Linked DNA regions of Mus musculus: region 2 is linked to region 1. The links are chromatin contacts, called in public HiChIP or PLAC-seq maps. All regions are on one chromosome and are shown on one strand. Each heading gives the region's core, a stretch centred on a gene start, on an enhancer-like site or on the middle of the called end of the contact. The rest is flanking DNA. Distances are from core to core; before and after follow the strand shown. Region 1 holds the start of 1700012H19Rik (RIKEN cDNA 1700012H19 gene). Region 2 has its middle 130 kb from the start of Gm46301.

Region 1 (2,897 bases), core at 118-2,617:
CTTCCCCTGCCTCTGCCTTGCAAGTGCTGGGTTTAAAGGTGTGCGCCACCACACCCAGCTCTCACAAAGATAATTTTCTTTCGATGATTTATTTTGATTTTTAAAATTATGTGTGTGTGGGTGGTGGTGGGGGTGCCCCACGTGTGTGCAGGTGTCCCTGGATGCTGCCAGAGAGAATCAGGATACCTGGACCTGGAGTTGGCAGTTGTTTAAAGCCCTATCTGATGTAGGCGCTGAGGTCCAAACTCTTCCAGAAGAGGAGCAAGTATTTTTTGAAACGGAGCCATCTCGCTAATCTCCAACAATTAAATTTTAAAACCACCACCACTACCATTCAATTTGTATTATTTGTAGCACATAGTATGTTTTTCTTCTTATTTTTTATTGCATTTATTTATTTAGTGTATGTGTGTGTGTGTCTGTCTGTGTCTCTGTATGTGTTGTGTCTGTGTCTCCGTCTGTGTCTGTGTCACAGGACATGTGCAGCCTAGGTGTCAGCCAAGCCTTTCCAAAGAGTGTTTCCCAAACCTTAGAGACTTGAGTCAGAGACAGCCCATCTGTACACACAACCTCCACCCACCTCCAGCTTCCCCAATAAACAAAGGCACACTGAGTCAGCTCCTGGCACGGGGTTCCTAATCTGAAGGCCGTGCCTCTTGCCCCTCTCTCTGTGCAGCTCACAAGAGCCATCCAGCCAACTACTATGGCTTTAAAATTCAGCATCCTAGTGTTCATAGGCAGTGTCCTTTATTCTTATGACACAGACCCAAAACCTTAGGAAGGACACAGAGTGGACTAGGAGAACCTGTTCTTTTCAAACAGTTACATGGTACTAATTTGTCTTGAGAAGACAGGCCAGGAATCCACAGGGTATCTTTGCATATCCTGGATCACCCAATTAAAACCATCTGTGACCCGTTCTGCCTCATCTTTCCCTACGGGCTTAACAAGAAACTAGCAGGGAGGAGGAACGGGGAGCACTCCTGTGGCTCCTGTCTGTGCCTGGCACTGTGTTGAGGGGTACCTTCCGAAGTAGATTCTCTTTGACCCTCACGAGATGGCATGGGATGATTTTCTCATTGCTCTGAGAAAGTTATCTTACAAAAGCAACTTCAGAAAGGTTTCTTTGGGCTCAGGTTTGAGGGAGACAACCTGTGACGGTGAGGAAGGCGAGATGGCAGGATCTTAGGGTGGCAGGATCTTAGATGGCAGGATCTTCTGGTCCCAGTGTGTAGTTTCTCTTTTTCATTGTGTCCAGGATTTCAGCCCATGGTGCTGCCCATATTTAGATTGGGATTTCCCACCCGAATTTACCCAGTCTAGAGACTCCATCATGGTCATGGTCATGGTCATGGTCATGGTCATGACAACAGGCTGTTTCCTAGGTGATTCTAAACATTCTGTCAGTGTTATTGTTATCAGTGTTAACACAGGAGCCCTACAGTCTAGAGGGCATTATCCCCATTTTTCAGTGGAGGAGGTAATGAAGGCTATGGAAGATGACTCCTCTGGGGCCCACAGTGAGGTATGTAGGATTTTGGTCATAACCTATCCCCAATTCCCAGTCTTCCTTACAATTGTGCTGTGCTGTTACAGAGTCCTGGAACAAGGGCCGAAGTGACATTGCAGCTGGACCACTGAAACAGCTTGCAAACTCCGGTTCATGTGACTCGAGGCCAAGGACTCCAAGATGGAGTGATGAGGAGAAGGAGAGAGCCAGATCTTAGCCTTGCCATTTGGAAGAGGGCTTTGCTAGTCATCCTTTTGGATCCTGCAATTCATCGTCCTGAGTGGATTTGTTGCAAAAGCAAGATCAGGACCAATCTGACATCTACAATGGCATCGTCTCCTACAGGGTCCATGATCTGCCAGTAGGGGATTCTCTGAAGCAATTAGGACAGATGCATTGTACAAGCTTACAGGCATAACACGGCCATCAGGCAAGGACAGCACCTTCAAATGGATACAGGAGAGTAACATATGGATGGAGAAGACACACTGTGAGCTCTCGCAGGCAACTTTTTCACTGTGTCTCTTCCTTCAGGCAACAGAGCCCTGGAACAAAACAGAATCTGGAAAATAGACATTGCATCGAATCTCATGTAGCTTCCAATTGTGCTTAAGCTTGTCTAAGGTGGAGGTTCGGGGAGGAGGAACTGTAAAATAATGTTTGGAACATTCTTCCTAAGATCCATAGCTCCACTTTGACTTCTTCAACATTAAGAGGGATAAAGTCCTGGTTGCTTCTGCTGTGTTCCCAAGGCTCATGAAAGCCAGACACTAGACTCCTGTTGGATCTAAAAGGAAACTCCTAAATAAGTCCACAATGTTACTGGGAAAATGTCTTGAAGGGCCAGTGTTTCTGATTTCTCAGGTACCAGCCATTATCTCAAGATCATCTTTTATTAAGAAATTGTCTCCCCCCACAAAAATAAAAAATTGTCCCCCCCAAAAAGTAGGCGGGGAAATGGATTAGCATGCTGGAAAAAGGCTAGAGGCTGGGAGTAAAAAGCGACAAAGGTTTGGCATAGAGGATTTTGCATCTTATTCCGAAGTTCACATTATATAGCATCTTCCATGGTATGTGACTGCTGATAAATATTCATTGGAAGAAGGAATAACCTAATGTGATGCAAATCACATGCAAAGCAATATGTAAATCAATCCATTCTATGAAGTCAATAGGTGAGGTACCATGCATATTAAAAGTACAGAGGGACAGCTTCTAAAGATCTAGGAGAGGCTCCTAATGCTAGCAGGGACCTTCCAGTCTTTAAAGGACCCATTAGTCAGAGGAGATTCCCCTGTCAAAGAATGACACCAAGCATGAAGCTGCCAAGCAGGGCCAGAGAGCAAAATAGACAGGAGGACAATGGCTGTTCCCTTCATCCCCTTCA
Region 2 (2,897 bases), core at 235-2,734, 160 kb after region 1:
TGGCTTCAATGAACTGGGCTCGTTTATACAGCGTGCTTTGCATTTAACCAGAAGGCTAGACACTTGATATCAACATGCAGAGGTTTCTCTCAGCCTGCCTTTAGACTATCATACTACCTGCCTCCCAGCCAAAACTTTATCTGACCAGGCTAGACCAGTCTTAACGAGCTAGCTCCTAGTTTTGCATGCATGCATGCATGTGTGTCTGTCTGTCTGTGTGTCTCTCTGTGTGTATCTCTCTCTCTCTCTCTCTCTCTCTCTCTGTGTGTGTGTGTGTGTGTGTGTGTGTGTGTGTGTGTGTGTTTGCTTGTGAGTGAAAGAATTCACAAGGAAGAGTAAAAAGCACAGATAATCAGTTGTTCAAGCCAATGTACATCACACATGGCTTTGGAATCAGCCCATCTGGATGGTCCTGCCACAGAATAGAAACCTAACATCTTCTCTGTGGGCTAAAGGGAAGGAGGGAATTCTGGCTCTGCCAAAGGGAGGAGCCAAGCCTGGAGGTGTGGCATACTGGCTTCATCTCCTATGAGACTAGAATCAGAAAAACCTACTGTCTTCCCAGCTTCCCCCCTCATACTGGATTCTGGCTCTGCCTGGAATCTAGAAGTGCTTTAGCATGGCCCACATCCAGCTCTGCAGACACAGCACTCACCAGCCATTCCCCTGGTCCAACATCAGAGCCGAGCAAGCCCTTTTTTTCTTTTTCTATCCCATGGCCTGCAGGCTGAGTGTGGCTGGCTGGGTGTACTAAGAAGTAGGCAAAGGGCAGCCATGCCATTTGGGCAGCTAATACCAGGGGCCAAACCAAGAGTCCAGGAAGCCACAGCACCCCAACTTGCCTATATGGAAAGCATGTTAGTTTTTTTTCCCCCTTCTAGGTAGCTTGGAAGCTGGGACTTCCCCAGACAGTCCTTGAGACTTGAAGTGGGTTAGTCTCCGGGCTCGGTTAGCACCCTTCTCCCAGTAGCTGCTAGAGGGACAGGTGGAGGGGGACAGATAGGGACTGCCTGTCCAGGAGCCAGTCAGGACTCAGAACTGTCCAGAACAAACACCGAAACTACATAGATCCTCCTGCAGTCCCCCTTTGCCTCACGAGACAGAGGAATGGCTAGCGGATGCCATCCCTTGGAACAAAGTCTTACTGCTTGACACATATCCTTTTAAATTTGCTACTTGGTTTGGATCTAGATTAGCACTTCTTAGCTAGGTGTCCTTAAGGAGGGCACCAAACCACCTCCCAGTCACTGATGATCTAGCAATACAGCAAGCCTGATAATAAACACACCACTCAAAGGAAAGGCTTGCGTGAGGACCAGCTACATGCACAGCCGTTTGCACAGTGTTCAGCTCCTGGGGACAGCCTGGCCTCTTCACCTCTGAATGGAAAAGTTCTTCATCTCAAGTCCGGACTCATTGTGCCTCCTGCCCTGATATTGCTTCCAATCACAAGGGATTTGAGTGGCAGATCTGGGAGCAGCTGGGGGCGGGGGAGGGGGTCATGGGAGGACACCCAAGTCTCCATTTCCATCTGAACTGCTAGGAGAACAGGCCTGAGGGATGTCAGGGTTAGCACTCCGTTCTCCCCCTTCCTCTTCTCCTGTCTTGCCCTGCCTGTAAGGCTCTGTCAGCCACCCCGCTGCCTTGGTCAGGCCAGAACTCGTCCGGCCGGCTTGCCTTGGTACCTAGGCTTATCCAAACATCTTCATCTCTTTTCATAAATCCAATCCCTCCTTATCAGCCCCTCCATCGGGAGGAAGGGCAGGAGGGGCTTGACTGAAGTGTGGGGAGAGAAGCTTTAATTAGCCTCCTTGCTCCTCGGGGTCACCGGCAGTTCAATTGTCCTGCCTTCACATGTCCCCGATCACGTAGTGAGAACGGGAGCCCTGCAGCTGGGCTCTCAGAAACACTGCTCACAGCTGCTGCCTACCAGGCTGGGTCCTACCCCCGGCTGGTGCTAGGGCTGGACTCCAACAAGTTAGAAACAGAAATCAGCCCGTGCGATTGATACCTTCTCTTAGCACAAGGGTTCTCAGGCCTTCCACCAATCCCTGACGCATAGGAATTTCCCTAGTCCATTTTCTGACGGTACAATGACAGGAACAAAACCCCAACCTTGATCTCGGGGAACAAGCTGATTTTGCAGTGGGCATTGGAGCACCTATCTTATGCAAAACGAGTTTTGGCCAGCCTCGATGCTGTCTCCATAGAAATGAGGTGAAAGGCTAAAACATAGAACACAGGCTCTGGGAGATGCTACATACTGGCACCTTTGAGCCATGCAGTCTGGGACAAGTTTTTCCCCATCCTAAAGAGTAGGGGTGGTAACTCCCTGCCTCCCATGGCTGGGAGCCCCAAGCCAGATCACATGCAAACATGCCCCGTCCGTGCCAAACGCTAAACAAATGACATGTATTCTTAGCTATCCAACCCACTAGACATGTGGGAACATCTTGCCACAAATACCGGGCTTGGAGACTGATTCTGTTCGCGCTTGGATTCTTCTTTGATTCTGCTAGTTTCCTGCCGCCCTGGATTGAATCTTCAGCCCTTCACCGACACGGGCTTCAGCAGCCGGGACTAACTTCTCGCAGGGATGGGATGCTGACTCGGCTCCCGTGCATCCTAGCGGCCTACTCCTTCTTGCTCAACCGTTCCCCAGGCTGTGGGGGGAGCCAGGTACTGCAGCCCCAGACTTGGCTTTAAAAACCTTAAGCTCCAAGTGACTGAGCAGCCCAATCGGTCTTACTTCCAACCAAGCCCTCTGCTCCGCAAATCCACAGCTAGGAAGAACCTCAAATTCGTAATTCAACTAGAACACTCTGTTTTCCTTTCAGTACTAGGGATGAAGTCTGGTGCCTCATACACACGAAGGCAGGTGTTTTAGCACTAAGCTG

What was found. HiChIP or PLAC-seq counts read pairs in DNA pulled down with a chosen protein or histone mark.
Region 2: an H3K4me3 HiChIP or PLAC-seq map of embryonic basal ganglia shows a contact between it and region 1, with 2.6 times the contacts expected there. The contact joins the enhancer-like site here to the promoter of 1700012H19Rik in region 1. A contact is called at or near these places in 2 of 484 Hi-C or Micro-C datasets (brown adipocytes and liver), 5 of 115 datasets of contacts at active chromatin or transcription factors (embryonic basal ganglia, embryonic forebrain, embryonic stem cells and 2 more) and 1 of 9 other capture datasets (embryonic stem cells).

What each region holds. Positions count from the first base shown.
Region 1 is chr11:112,823,761-112,826,657 of GRCm38.p6, forward strand. It overlaps 1700012H19Rik (RIKEN cDNA 1700012H19 gene), which reads right to left and starts at 1,368. Exons shown (of 2, transcript NR_130164.1): 1 at 1,153-1,368.
Region 2 is chr11:112,988,542-112,991,438 of GRCm38.p6, forward strand. No RefSeq gene overlaps it. Among named protein-coding and RNA genes, the nearest start is that of Gm46301, 130 kb to the left of the region's middle. Within about 2 kb of position 1,485, at least 31 of the 459 cell types and tissues checked have an H3K27ac peak or open chromatin away from gene starts, as enhancers often do. A contact at or near this core is called in embryonic basal ganglia, where this site is marked.